Regions from separate parts of the Mus musculus genome. Here region 2 is linked to region 1. Evidence: chromatin contacts called from public HiChIP or PLAC-seq data. All regions are on one chromosome and are shown on one strand. The core of a region is the stretch at or near the end of the contact, and the rest is flanking DNA. Distances in the headings are between cores, read along the strand shown. Region 1 has its middle 17 kb from the start of Lgals9. Region 2 overlaps Nf1 (neurofibromin 1).

Region 1 (7,604 bases), core at 3,700-6,199:
TGACTGTCCCAGAACGCTGCTAAGCAGGCTGACCCCATGCGCAGAGATCCCACTGCCTCTGCCTCTGGAATGTAGGGCTCACATAAAGGCTTATCTGGCTCAAACATTTGCTGCTCTTGCAAAAGAACCAGGTTCAACTCCTAGCACCCACATGGCAGCTCAGACCTTCAGAAGCCATAACTCCAGTGGATCTGATGTTGTCTTACCTCTGAGGACACCAAGCATGCTTGTCAAGGTGCACATGAAAGATCCTGACAGAATGTAAAAGGTCACAGAAGCCCTCAAATTGGCAAAATAGATTTCATTGTTAGTTAAAGTAGCTTCACTGATTTAGAAAAATAGAGGTGCACAATGCTCTGGCCACTCCTTGAACCCATGTGTCTGCCAGTGTTTTGACCGTTCCTTGAACCCAGGTGTGTGCCCACTGCTGCACCTCACTGCCAGGTGTTTGTGATATTGGTTGCTAAGATAGAATCGGAAAATCTCCCCAGCAACCACAGCTGGGCCAATCTAGAGTCGCTACACCTGCACCAGACTCTTTCCTTGTACCCCTCCCATACCCATTTCTTGAGAATAGACATTGTTTAGATCGGGAAATCCCCTACTATCCCCCTTCTCCTTTCCCCACTGAGGGCCTATAAAAACTGGGGCCTCTTTCCCCTCAAGGTCGACTCCTCTACCCCTGTGTGGGATATGAGTCATCCCCAGAGCTCTGGCTTTGCCTGAATAAAGCCTCATGTGGTTTGCATCAAGCTTGGTCTCTCGTGAGTTCTTTGGTGTCCGCTATTGTCCCGAGGCCCGAGCGAGGGACTCCTCTCAGAGTCTTTCACACATACATTTGTTCAGGCAAACACCCATACACATACAATAAAAGATAAATCTAGTAAAAAAGTTATGTATATAAAATTAAAAGTTCATGGTAATCAAAAGATTATGTTGATACTCTCATTTCTCCAGTTTATATTACAACAGATATGTTATTTGGAAACCTTGATCTTAATTATACATAATGAATTGCACTGAATATGCCCATTTAAATGTTATTAGCATTATTGGGGGTATTCTGGTGCTCCAGTGTGCATGAGAAAGTCAGAGGTCAGTACTGCCAGGTCCAAAAGGAAACTTCAATTCCCCAAACTCCAAAAGGCCATACAAGTATCCAGAGATGAGCTCAGTCTGGTTGATGAGGAATTCTGTTGGTTTGATAAAAGCCAGCATTCCTCAGAAACTCATGAAAGTGGCTCCCACTTGCCAAAAGGAGCCATTTCCCCTAATTCTGGCAAAAGGGACACATGGCTTCCCCATTAACAAAATGCCTGTGGTGTCTCTCAGCATGTCAAAGTCCAGGCTAGCCTTAGGCTCCCTCAATATAACTTGGTACACATTTCAAAGTCTGTGCTGGCATCCTAGCCCTTCCTGCCTCCTCCCTACCCTAAGCTCCTGCCGGTTTCTACTTATTCTTATAAACCTTATTTTCTCTGTGTCTGTCCCCCCCCCCGCCCCCCCACCATGTGCATGTGCGTTCGTGTGTGCTCCGGCTTTTCACTGATCTCTATCTCCTACTGTTCTCTCCTTTCTCACAGACAGCCCTGCCCATGTCTAGTCTGCTGGCCATGCTCAGACTACTTCTTTCTTTCTCTCTCTGCTCTGGACTCTCCAGATGCCTCCAGCTGTTCTGTCTTTCAGACCAACAATAAAAACCTTCCGCTTGACCAGATCTTTGTAAGTATTTTCCTTCTATTGCAGGTTCCCAGGTTGGAAGTCAGGTCGTCAAGCTTGTACTGAAAACACTTTTATGCTGAGCTTGCCAGCTCCCAATTTTTCTTTTTCTTTTTTTGGCAACTAAAGGGACTAAAATTGAACTTTCTCAATACAGTATTTAAGAGCCTTCATCTTTAAGGAAAGTACATGTTTACTCTGTCAAACTTCTCTCAAACCAGATTTTCTAATAGAATTTGTTCTCTGTTTATGCTTCAATTGGATTGTAGCTATCTCAGCATCAACTTGAGAAACCAGAAAGATACATGGTTTATTATTTAATAAAAAAGATTTTTACTTTAAGAGTTTGTCAGCTAATGTCTTTTATATCAATGCAAAGTATTCAGAGACTCTTTCTGAATTCTTGAAAAAGTTGTTACATTTGTTTATTTTGTGTGTGGTGGGGGAGGGGGATATGCAAGCCACAGCATGCATGTGTAGGTACAGAACAGTCCTTGGGAGTCAGTTCCTTCCATCTTGAGGATCCCAGGTCTCAGGTTATCAGTCTAAGCATCTTCACCTGTAGTAGGTTGCCCTGTTTAAATGCTAATACATTAAACACCCAGCCAGAGCTGGGCGGGCGTGGTGGCGCATGCTTTTAATCCCAGCACTCAGTAGGCAGAGGCAGGCGGATTTCTGAGTTCAAGGCCAGCCTGGTCTACAGAGTGAGTTCCAGGACAGCCAGGGCTATACAGAGAAACCTTGTCTCGAACCCCCCCACACCTCCCCAAGGAAAGAAAGACAGAAAGAAAGAGGCTTGTCTGCTGTTTGGGGCTGAAGAGATGGCTCAACTCTTCCTAAGGTCCTGAGTTCAAATCCCAGCAACCACATGGTGGTTCACAACCATCTGTAATGAGATCTGATGCCTTCTTCTGGTGTTTCTGAAGACAGCTACAGTGTACATACATATAATAATAAATAAATCTTAAAAAAAAAAAAAAAGCCGGGCATGGTGGCACACGCCTTTAATCCCAGCACTTGGGAGGCAGAGGCAGGCGGATTTCTGAGTTCGAGGCCAGCCTGGTCTACAAAGTAAGTTCCAGGACAGCCAGGTCTACACAAAGAAACCCTGTCTTGAAAAACCAAAAACAAAACTAAACAACAACAAAAAAACCCAAACACCCAGGCAGATTGCCCCAGAGATTAGAGAGTCCCCAGGTAAGATGCTGAGTGACCCTGACCCTAAGTTCTTTCTTTCTTTCTTTCTTTCTTCCTTTCTTTCTTTCTTTCTTTCTAAGATTTATTTATTATTATATCTAAGTACACTGTAACTGTCTTCAGATGCACCAGAAGAGGATGTCAGATCTCATTCCGGATGGTTGTGAGCCACCATGTGGTTGATGGGATTTGAACTCAGGACCTTCGGAAGAGCAGTCGGTGCTCTTAACCACTGAGCCATCTCTCCAGCCCCCTAAGCTATTTCTGATTGGTAACTAAAGATGCCAGGAGAGACATAGATGGGGTTTAGGTTTCCAGAGCTTGGGATTGGAGGAGAGATGAGGAGGAAGAGGAAGAAGGCAGGAGAAGCTGCCATGAGTTAGGGGTCAAGAGAACGTGGCCCTTAGGGTCGCTCAATTGGATTTAAGAACAGTCCAGATGAAACATAATAAGTAACCCTCAGGGTCATCAATAGGAAAATAGATTCTGATAGCGTGGAGAGTAGAGCTGCCCAGGTGTTGTGCTGTTTTAAGGCTTATTGTCAATATAAGTCTTAGGCCTTGCTTTGTCTTTCACCCAGGAATTTAAATGGCCTAAGGTGGGGTAGAAACCTTAGGCCAGCCAGGATTTAAATACTTTCTACAACATTTACCCCCTGAGCCACTTTGCTGCCTCTAGGCTATGGCTCTTCTGAGTCCTGCCGTGAAAAAATATTGAGCATTAGTTACACCTGGGAGGAGTGCAAGCTGACTGGGAAGTGGCACAGGGGACCCTTCTGAGGGGAGGACTCCCATCAGTGAGAAAGGTGTTAATCACACTAGGCAAGAACAAGACCATTACCACCTTTTATAAAAAAAAAAAATTTTTTTTAAAGATTTATTTATTTTTTTTATGTATATGAGTACACTATTGCTCTCTTCAGACACAGCAGAATTGGGCATCAGATCCCATTACAGATGGATGCGAGCCACCATGTGGTTGCTGGGAATTGAACTCAGGTTCTCCGGAAGAGCAGTCAGTGCTCTTAACCACTGAGCCATCTCTCCAGCCCCAAGATTTATTTTTACTCATGTGTACAAGTGTTTTATCTGCATGCATGCCTGTTTGTGCAGCGCCCATGGATATCAGAAGAGGGTGTGAGATATCCTGGAGCTGGAGTTAGGGACCCTTGTGAGCAACCATGTGGATGCTGGGAATCAAATCCAGGCTCTTTGCAAGAGCAGCAAGCTATTAACTGCTGAGCCATCTCTCCAGCCCTAATATACACATACATGTATGCAATGTATTACAAATTGTGTAATATATTGCACATACATGTATATGTATGTATACACACACATACACGCACAGATCTTGCCCCACCCTCCATCACCACAAAAACCAAAATTCATGCCTTTCTGTATATGAGCAGAGACAGCAATGACCTAGAGCTGTCATCGTCTCTACTGTTATCCCATAATCTCAGAGAGGATTAGCCATAACCCAGAAAGCACCTAGTGAGGGACTGGGGGCCAGATGCCTGCAGGCTGACAGTCAGGGGTAACATGTGGGGCTCACTGCGTCACTAGGACAGGCTGTCCTCTTTCTCACTGCCCCCAGAAGCTCTTCTTCCAGCTTTTGGTTTGTGGGGACAGTGTATCATTCTGAAGCCCTGGATAGCCTCACACTCATAGCAATCCTCCTGCCGCAGGTTCCCAGCTGTGCCTCTTTTGGTGTTTACGTCTGTGTCTTGTACTCACTGGGCAATGTTTCATTCGAATGTTCACAGGGAAATCAAACCACTGTCACAATGTTTGAGCCCAATTTGAAGCAAGCTTTATTAAATACTAGCCAGGAGGATGGACACTAGCTAGGCCCATACCCAGGATTTCCAGAGAATGGCCACAAATGATGTTAGTAATTTTGGGCAGGTCAGGAGACTCCAGGTCCAGTACAGCATGAACCTGAAGTTCGGTAGGCCCAGCCTTCCTGCCTGAACAGCTGCTGAGTCATGCTTCTTGCCTGGGGAAATTGAAACTGATCCTGTGGGAAGCAGACACCTGGAGGGGTGTGGCGAAGGGAGCTAAGATTCCCTTACAAGGCAGAACAAGGACATAGGCTCATCAGGGTCTGCCCTTTGGTTCCCTCTCCAATCCTCCCTCCTTCTGGGACAAGTCTACAGGGAGAACCGGATGCTATGGAGAACTTCTTAAGGATATCAGCTGATTTCTGGGAATGGAGTGTGGGGGAGGGAACAGATGAAGCAGCTGCGTCAACTCTCCCCACCTTGAGGCTGTAACAAGCCTTAAGCAAACACATCAGCTGTAGCTAGGAAGGGACAGTTAGCACAATGTAGCTCCAGCCGCCTCAGCAATTGCAACCGGGCTGTGTGGTTGTAGGACATGGCTGGAAATTGACATTTTCTCACTGTTGTCCCCTCCAAGCTACACATTTAGGATGCTGTGAGGGCTAGGGTTTTGCTTTAAGTCTTAATTACCAAGCTTAAAGATCTATAAAACAAAAACCTCTCTAACTCATGAGCCCTGCTTGCCCAGAGACAGATAACTTCCTAGAATACTGGACACTGTGGCTCATTGGAAGATAAGAAGCCATATCATATATCTTTACTTCTGAAAGCAAGTCGGTTGGCCCAGCTGCACAGGATGTGTTTGATCAGATGTAAGCTGTAGCTGCTGAGGCGGGACGCACATCAGGATGTATGTTTGCCTCCAGTTGGACAAAGGCAGGAAGTATGTAGTCCTGTGGGGTTTGTCTTTATAAGCACCCGACTAACGTCATTTGTGGCCACTCTCTGAGAATCCTGGGTATGGACCTGGCTAGTGTCCATCCTCCTGGCCAGTATTTAATAAAGTTTGCTTCAAATTGGGCTCAAATGTTGTGACAGTGGTCTTATGCTCACCTGATTGGGTCAACAATGCATCTTAAAGAATGACTCATGTATCCAGCACAGACGACCATAGGTACTGGGTGCCAGGTCAAGGTTAAGGTCAGGGAGAAGGCCAGCTCCGGAGCCTCACAAGCCCTCCAGGAGTCTACTCTACCCATGAAGAGTCTCTGCTGGAGGGAGCGCCGTGCACAGTTCTCCCACCCTGGGATTAAGGGGATCTTTCCTTTCAAGGGGTAATAAAATAGAATCATTTGGGTTGGGCGTTATGGTGATGGAAATTACTACCTGCTGCGAAGGAAGTGAGTTTGCTCCAGGTCTGAGGAGAGTCTGTGCATGGAGCCTTGGCAGTTAGGTGAAACCAGGCAAGCATTCTAGTCTCAATACCTCTGTTTTCTCACTGTAAGTCAAAACTGGTGGCAGGTCTACTTCCGAAGGGGACTGGGGGTTAAGGAGCAGCTGGTTGTCAGGCGCTCAGGCGGCGGAGTGGGCATGCTGGGTTTTCTGTCATTTGTTTTTTCCTGGCCTGGCTATGGTAGTAAGGTGGTCTTCTGAGAAGGGTGGGTCTGGTTAAGCATAGATAAGTGCCTGCGTGGACAGGACAGCTCGCTAAGATGATGGTGACTGATGGGCTCTGTACAGACATGTATGTGCACACTCCTATCTCCAGGTAGCAAGGCAGCTCCCAGGGACTGCAGAGCACAGGTGGAGAACAAAGTACAGGGCCAGTTACACTGGAGAAGACCCAGGCCCATCCAGCAGACTCAGGGTCCAGGCTAAGGAGTCTCAAGTAGGACAGAGGTATGCTTATTTTAGAGGGATCCTTGGGTGACAAAGAGGAGGGTGTGACTAGCTGGAGGAGGCTGGAAGGTGAAGAGCACCCATGGAGCTGTGTCCTGGGAAGTCCTTGCCCGGCACAGAGGTGGTATCTGTGTGAGGAAAGGCTGGTTCACAGGTGTGAGAGGCATGGCAAGTGCAGCTGCAGGGAGAGAAGGTCATGGTACAATATTAACTGCACCGAGACGACATGTGTGATATGAAACCTGATCCTGGCAGATATCCAGTCTGCACTGTGGCCACGAGGACCCTGAAGTCCTGTCTCTAAACACATTCTATTCTTTTTTTAAAAATAATTCTATAAAGATTTATTTATTTATTATATGTAAGTACACTATAGCTGTCTTCATACACCTCAGAAGAGGGCATCAGATCTCATCACAGATGGTTGTGAGCCACCATGTGGTTGCTGGGATTTGAACTCAGGACCTTCGGAAGAGCAGTCAGTGCTCTTAACCACTGAGCCATCTCTCCAGACCAGCACATTCTATTTTTACTGGCCAATTCTATATGAGTGTGTGTGGCCCTGAGGTCCCAATAGAAACACAGGGGCATGCAGGTTGGAGGACAGAGGATCAGCATCCAGATGCCACCAATACACACTAGACATGTTTTGTGGATTTGTTTTGTTTTGATTCAGGTTCTCACTATATAGTCCTGACTAGTCCAGAACAGGTAGTATAGCTCAGGCTGGCCTCAAATTCCCAATGATCCTCCAAACTCCATTCCCTAGTTTAGATGTATACTTACTATGCCTACCTCTTAAGGAACAATGGCAGGCTGGGGAGATAACTCAAAAGGCAGCCTGGTCATGAGGGTCTGCATTTGAATCCCAAGAACCCAGGTAAAAGCTAGAACTGTGTCACAGTGTCTGTAATCTCAGCGCTTCCATGTTAAGACAGGAGAACTCGGGAGCTCAGAGACCAGCTGTCCTGGTGTGTATAGCAGAAAACAAACAAAGCCTGCA
Region 2 (7,604 bases), core at 2,983-5,482, 430 kb after region 1:
CTCTGACTGTGTACTTCCTGTGCAGTGCCATGTCACTCTCCGTCACATCATAGTGAGTTTGTTCAGTAAAAGGCTTCACCTTGATTTCCTATTAGACCTTGAAACATACACATGCATGCACATGCAAGCACACACACATATCTATAGAGCAAACATTCCACAGAACTTATTAAATACATCTGACAAACATTTCCTTTAGTGTTGGAGAGTTTGGATATTTCATTTCTTAAATGCTTAAAACTTGAGCACTGTGTGTGTTGGGTGATATAGATATAGTCATCTTCAGTTGTTAAAAGAAAATAGCCTGTCTACAGAGACATTTGCTATGGTTGAATAAAGGCTTCATAGTCTGCCATCCCTGTATCTTTCTATGTACTCACTGTAGGCATCCAGGTCAAAAGTAGATTGTGTGTGTGTGTGTGTGTGTGTCTGTGTGTGTCTGTGTGTGTTAGTTAAAGGAAATAGACTGGAGAGGGATAGAGCGACAGTGAATCAAGAATGCAATTGTTAGATTTTTTTTTAAATCGACTAACATTCGGAATTATGTTGATCTATACTATCTCTGTAATTGAACTACATTTTCACCAGAGTTCTGTTTTATGAATATTCTTAGGCAAAAAGACAAATGCATGCATTCTATTAACTTAAAGAGGAAATGCCGTCAAAATAAAAGAGCAAGTTCCTAACTAAAGCCATGACTGCAGAGTTGCCTACAGAGACTGTTTCAGCAGCTCTAAAGAACATACCTTTACTTCTATCTGAAAGTGGATGTTTATTTTCCTTTGTGTGATATCGAGGATTCACAATAGTTTTTCATTTCTTTGTGTGATATCGAGGATTCACAATAGTTTTTCATTTCTTTTAGTCCAGCCAAGTGATGCATCTTACAGTGTATAGTGTATTTGTGTATGTGCATGTGATATATCCAGAGATCCATCCCATAATTAGCCTCCAAACGATGACACCATTGCATACACTAGCAAGATTTTGCTGAAAGGACCCTGATATAGCTGTCTCTTGTGAGACTAGGCCGGGGCCTAGCAAACACATAAGTAGATGCTCACAGTCAGCTATTGGATGGAGCACAGGGCCCCCAATGGAGGAGCTAGAGAAAGTATCCAAGGAGCTAAAGAGATCTGCAACCCTGTAGGTGCAACAACACTATGAACTAACCAGTACCCCAGAGCTCTTGTCTCTAGCTGCATATGCATCAAAAGATGGCCTAGTCGGCCATCACTGGAAAGAGAGGCCCATTGGACACGCAAACTTTATATGCTCCAGTACAGGGGAATGCCAGGGCCAAAAAATGGGAATGGGTGGGTAGGGAAGTGGGGGGGAGGGTATGGGAGACTTTTGGGATAGCATTCTAAATGTAACTGAGGAAAATACGTAATAATAATAAATATTTAAAAAAAAAAGAACATACCTTTACTTCTATCTGAAAGTGGATGTTTATTTTCCTTTGTGTGATATCGAGGATTCACAATAGTTTTTCATTTCTTTTAGTCCAGCCAAGTGATGCATCTTACAGTGTATAGTGTATTTGTGTATGTGCATGTGATATAAGTATTTGCTAATTTGAATTCTCTAGTATGTATATTCATGTGTGATATAGATACATTATTTTTCCTCTTACTATTTTCATATTTGAGAACCAGTTTTTGAACCCAAGAGTCAACTTGATATTATGCCTCTAGTGTTTTAGATTATTATTATTATTATTATATATTACTAGATTGTTATATAAGAATGATATAAATGCTATAAAACATTTTTAAAAAATGCAATATTAAATGTATGCTTGTTAGCTTATGTTTCTACCAGTATCATACATTTGGTGGTATGAAATGTTTTTTTTCAAAGCATTTTAAATAATTTCTTTTATAAAGTATAGCTATTATTCTGAATCTGATGTCTGATTGTTTCTAAGGTGATGCCATGTTTTTGATTTGTTATTAGAGTCTCACCTTTAAAGAAAAGGTAACAAGCCTTAAATTTAAAGAAAAGCCTACAGACCTAGAGACAAGGAGCTACAAATGTCTTCTTTTGTCCATGGTGAAACTGATTCATGCAGACCCAAAGCTTTTGCTTTGTGTAAGTATTTTTAATGAAATGCTTTGAAATTATTCCACTAATCTATTTGAACTGAAAGGCCAAAATACATTTAAATTATGAGTAACCTCTAAAACATTGCTAAGAAAGCCAATTCCAGGAATTCTAATATACTTAGATCACATTTTCTAACCGTTCCCTCCGCATTGAACTGTCCATAGTAGCATCATTTGCCCTTGTTCTGCATTATAATCAGACCTATTTCTGGGGTCAGGTGGGACAAATGACTGTAAAATCGGTGTGCTCAGCATCTGAACTGCTCACTCTTTTTGCTATTGCTAAGCGAGTTAACTTCTATAGCTAGCTCCCTGTGTGTTCCTTTGATCAGCCTTCTATTATCATTGGCTCTGCCTGTAACCATATTAGAAGAGAAAGTTAAAATGAGAGTGGTTAGTATCCAGTTATTGCCATAGCTCTGCTTTTTATTCCCGCAAATGGTATTATATTCCTGAGAGCTTCACTTTGGTGCACAGAGTAATAAAGAACTGATGTAAATAGTGTAACCAGGTGAGAGTAAAGGATTAAAAGCACAGGCTCTGGGGAAGGACTGCTTTACTTAGTCTCGGCACCTTAGGCTTCTCATCTGAAAAGGTAGGCAGTAATATAGTTCCTACCTCAGAGAGACCATTAAGAGTGAAATAGATTGTGTAAGGCTTTTAGGAACAATTCGTAGTGTATAGTAAGCAATAAAATTAGTTACTGCTATTTTTAGTAAGATACAGTTAGCGTTAGCATTCTTACTGTCCAAGTAAAACAGTTTGAATTGTTCACAGGATGGTCTGTTTAACTTTTATCAAGTCTCTATAGTCCTAGACTGTTGGGGTCGGCCTGCTGCTCTCATGTCTGGGTTCGAGCCTGGGAGGCAGCCTGGAACTGAAAAAGAAGAGGGAAACTAGGTGGACAAGAGAGAGATATGGAACCAAGACAGTATTCTGATCAAGGCTCAAATTTTTAATGGCAGACACGCTTTATAAAGGAGGGGGGAAGCCCATTCCTGCCAAATCATCCTTGGAGCCGAGCTGCAGGTGACCACGTGTAGGCGGACTCCCAGCAGGTAGCAGCAGAGGCAGTGGCTGAACAGCAGAGTGATCCAGGGAGGCAGGCTCCACCCTAGGTGATCTCCTTAGTGGCATAGCAAAGTCAAGGTCTGGCTCAGCTTGCTTCAGGCTTGGGGGAGGCTACACTAGGCCTATCAAGTCTCTAGACCATCAGGTAAAGCCTTCTGCTTTACTCAGTGTCAGGCTCATCCTTTGGTGCTTTATGGTTTTGCAGCTATGCTCTTCAAATTACTAAAATGAAGGCATTCATGACTAAGTGGCTGTGGTTTCAAGAATTCTATGAACCCCACGTTTTGAGTGTGTGTGCACACACGTGTTTTTGTTTGATTTTTGAGACAAAATCTTGCTGTGTATACTAGGTTGGCATTGAATTTATTATGTATGACATACTGACCTCAGATTTGTTGGGTATCCCAGGCTGGCCTTGAACTAGATGTTGCTGAGTGCTGGAATTACAGAAATGTACTGTCATGCCTCCACTCTAGAATTTTAAAAAATATTTACATATGAATAGTTTTTCTGATAATGAGAGATAATAGAGCCAGAGTGGATGAAGTTCCTAAAGTATGGGTTACCCCAAAAGAAGACCTATTATCTTTTTGTGTTTTTTGAAAAGTCCACCCAAATTTGAGAGTTTAATAGAATAAACAGTTAAATCTTTAGTTTGGAAAAGTTTTAAAAATTTTGTTAGTGGACTCTGAAAATTAACTTTGTTCTTTTGGTTTCTCGGGTGTGTGGCATGAACTGTGGTGACATCTCACTGTGCTTGCTACAGGATGCTAGGGTTACTCTGTTTACTTGGCTGCAGTTTTATGTTCACCAGTGAACCAGGGTCACCAGTGATTTTCATGTTAAATAGGTTATTGTTTGAAGAACAAGGGTTGAATTGTTTGAGGGAAAATAGTTTTTAAGTAAAATTTGCTGTCTTCCAAGAGTTATGGAATCCTTTTTACTTCCCTTGATGAGGATGATTGAACCAGAATCAGGTAGTTTTGTAAAGCAGGCAAAAGCTCCACCCCCGGCCTACTCCTGCGTTTTGTGGGCTTTGTTTTGTGTTTGGGGGAGTTGAGAGGGTGGGTGGGGTTTCCTTTGATAGGCTAATTGTCACTACCCAGGACAGCTGCCTAGCTTCATGGACAGTGCTTTCTTTGCTGCCATCTAGTGGTTAAGTGACTTTCCTCAGTAACCCAGGAAAGTAAAACAATATTGTACACATAAATTCTAAACCTTAGTTACTAGGAGAAATGTAAAGATGGTCTCCATCATGGGATCTTGTTGAAGTAATTTGATTGTGTCTTGTGTTTGTACCATCTTTGTCCTGGTTCCTGTCACTCTATGTGTTCCCAGCTACTACCATTTCTTACATTCCCCAATCATTTCTCTGCACTGTGTTAGAATGGTCTCTTTAAAGACTTTTGTCATGCCTGGTCCAACTTAAATATCTTTTAGCTAACGTTGCTCTTGGATAACAGGTAAGTGGATCTTTGAGTTCATGACCAGCCTGGTCTAGAGTGAGATCTGGGACAGTGAGGGCTATGTAGAGAAACTCTGTCTTAAAAAACAAAACCACCCCCACCCCCCCAACCCAGAATGTGAAGATTGACGGGGCCGGAGAGATGGCTCAGTGCTTAAGTACTTTCTGCTTTTTCCAAAGTGCCTGCCTTTGGTTCCCAGACACAGGCAGGCAGATCACTACTGACTGTAGCTCCAGCTCCAAGGAAGCCAACACTCTTCTGCCTCCATGGCCACCTGCACCCATGTCCTGTCTACACACATGCATATAAATAATAAATAATATATAAATAATAAATACAGTTATTAAAAGCAAAACTGAAGTTTGTTTTTCTCCTACAGAATCCAAGAAAACAGGGCCCTGAAACTCAGAGCAGTACAGCAGAACTAATTACAGGGCTCGTACAACTGGTTCCTCAGTCACACATGCCAGAGGTCGCTCAGGAGGCTATGGAGGTAAAGGAAGTGAATTCTGGGCTTTTGAAAGAAAGACTGTAACTGTCTCTGATCTTTTTCTGAGAACTTAATTTTTTAAGCAATTATTTGACTCTTTCTATGTGCTTTCTCTTAAAAATATATTTTAAAAATTTTAAATTGTTTGTGTGTGCATATGAAAATCAGAGGAAACTCAGGTTTCTGGTCTTGGATAGCAAATACCTAACCAGCTGTAGGTTATTCATTTGTTTTTTGAGACAAGATTTTTACGCTATTGTCCTGCCTGGTCTCTAAATCCTAAAACAATCCTCCTCCTTCAACTGTAATACTAGCTAGAATTTTAGTTGTATGTCACAAGTCATGTTGTATTTGAATTACATTGTGTAAAAAATTTTTGGAAGTTTGTAGTTTCTTTATTCCTTACTTTCTTTTTATGTCTGCATAATGGGGGTAGGGTGTGCCTGCACTCGCAGTGGCACGTCTGGAGATGAGGGGAGAGCCTGTGGCGTTTCTCTTCTCCGTCCACCTTTATATGGGTTCCGAGGATTGAACTCAGGTGCTCAGGCTTCTGTAACTGTTCCTTACTGCTGAGCCAGGTAGTGGATGGTAGACGTTCAGTGTGGTTTCTGTTTGAGGATTTCTACAAATAATACTATTAAAGTTACTGTATCATTTAATATTTCCATTAGCAGTGTATTGGTGTTTTGGTATTTCTCCATTGTTGATGACACTCATTATTGTTTGTTTTTAAATTATAGTAAACCTACTGTGTTAACAAAGGTGACTTTTTAAAAAATTATATTTGTAGCTGGATGGTTGTGGTGCATGCCTTTAATCCTAGTACTCAGGATACAGAGGCAGGTGGATCTCAGAGGCAGGCTAATCTCAACCAAGCCTACATAGAAAGACCCTATCTCAAAACAACAGAAAAATTACATTGACGTATTTATTGTATGGGAGGATGTGTGCATAGCACAGCATATAGGAAGAGGTCAGAGGGTAACTTGTAGGAGTTGGTTCTTTCTTCCCACCACTGGGTCCTAGGGATTGACCTCCCGTTGTCAGGCTTCTACTGACAGCAGTGCCTTTACTTACTGAGCCAGCTCATCAGCTTAGAGTTTACTTGTTTTTAAAATTATCTTTAATCTTTTTCTTTTTTTTAGTCCAGTTGTTATCCCCCTCCTGGTCCGCCCACCAACAGTTCCTCCTCCCATACGCCCCTCCCCCAGTTTTCAAAAGGATGTCTCCACCTCCAACCCACCCCAAGTCTCTAGAGGGTTAGTGTGTCTTCTCTCACTGAGGCAAGACCAGGCAGTCCTCTGCTGTATATGTGTCCAGGGCCTCATATCAGCTAGTGTATGCTGCCTGGTTGGCGGCTCAGTGTCTAAGAGATCTCAGGGTCTGGATTAGATGAAACTGCTGGTCTTCCTATGGGGTCACCCTCCTCCTCAGCTTCTTCTAGCTTTTCCCTAATTCAACCCCAGGGGTCCCCAACTTCAGTCCACTGATTGGGTATAAATATCTGTGTCTTGCTGCTTTTTGGGCCTCTCGGAAGGCAGCCATGCTAGGCTTCTGTCTGTACATCATAGCATCAGTAATAGTGTCAGGCCTTTGAGCCTGCCTTTGAGATGGATCCCGATTTGGGCTGGTCACTGGACCTCCTCAGAGTTTACTTTGAAGTGTTATTTTTGTACTGACAACCTAAACATACACCTTTAATCTAAATGAAATTTATTTTTTTATAATTAACATATACGACTAGTTTAAGACTTAAGAATATATTCAGCCCAGAAAGTTTCCTTTCTGCAGTTAATACTACCCTTATTTTGTTACCTCCCTTAAGTTAGGAAAAGAATTTTGACACTCTTGTATTGTCACACATGTTAGTTCCCTTTTCCTGGTTGTTGATGAATATTGCACTGGCTTGTTCACTAATGGGCTCAATTGGTAGACAACATGCACTTCTATTGAATGTCAGCCTTGTATTCCTTTGCCGTCCCCATCCCTTCTTACCCCGTGTCTTTCCCTTGGCTCCTTTGTAATAATTGATTTGCTTTGTTAATGTAATTAGTTTGCATTTTAAATAAATGAAATAAAGGTTTTTATTTTTAGTTCAGCATAATTGCTGTAATTGTATTGTGTTAGTGGTTGGTTTATCTCAAGGTTCCTCCTGTTTTATTCTGTTTAGTGTCCCATTGTATGAATATAGCACAACTTGTTTGCTCATTTATCTGTTGATGATCATTTGTGTTTTGCTTTTGGCTATTTAGAAGTACAGCTTTTGCTGGGTATGGTGGTGTATACCTTCATTCCCAGCATTCAGGAAGCAGAGGCAATTGTAAATTTGAGGCTAGCCTGGTCTACATGTCGAGTTCCAGGCCAGCCTGCTACAAAGTAAGGCTCTGTCATCAAAAATGATGATGATGATGAAGAAGGAAAAAAATTGATAGCCTGTAGGTACACACACACACAATGTGAACAGATTTT

Evidence for each region. HiChIP or PLAC-seq counts read pairs in DNA pulled down with a chosen protein or histone mark.
Region 2: a contact with region 1 is called in an H3K27ac HiChIP or PLAC-seq map of embryonic stem cells, with 5 read pairs. The contact joins two enhancer-like sites. A contact is called at or near these places in 1 of 15 datasets of contacts at CTCF or cohesin (the NIH/3T3 cell line), 1 of 484 Hi-C or Micro-C datasets (bone marrow-derived macrophages) and 3 of 115 datasets of contacts at active chromatin or transcription factors (T-cell acute lymphoblastic leukemia and embryonic stem cells).

Annotation. Positions count from the first base shown.
Region 1 is chr11:78,997,667-79,005,270 of GRCm38.p6, forward strand. No RefSeq gene overlaps it. Among named protein-coding and RNA genes, the nearest start is that of Lgals9, 17 kb to the left of the region's middle. Within about 2 kb of position 4,950, at least 150 of the 459 cell types and tissues checked have an H3K27ac peak or open chromatin away from gene starts, as enhancers often do. A contact at or near this core is called in embryonic stem cells, where this site is marked.
Region 2 is chr11:79,423,554-79,431,157 of GRCm38.p6, forward strand. Nf1 (neurofibromin 1) reads left to right here. Exons shown (of 58, transcript NM_010897.2): 13 at 1,960-2,094; 14 at 5,025-5,138. Among named protein-coding and RNA genes, the nearest start is that of AU040972, 57 kb to the right of the region's middle. Within about 2 kb of position 4,233, at least 43 of the 459 cell types and tissues checked have an H3K27ac peak or open chromatin away from gene starts, as enhancers often do. A contact at or near this core is called in embryonic stem cells, where this site is marked.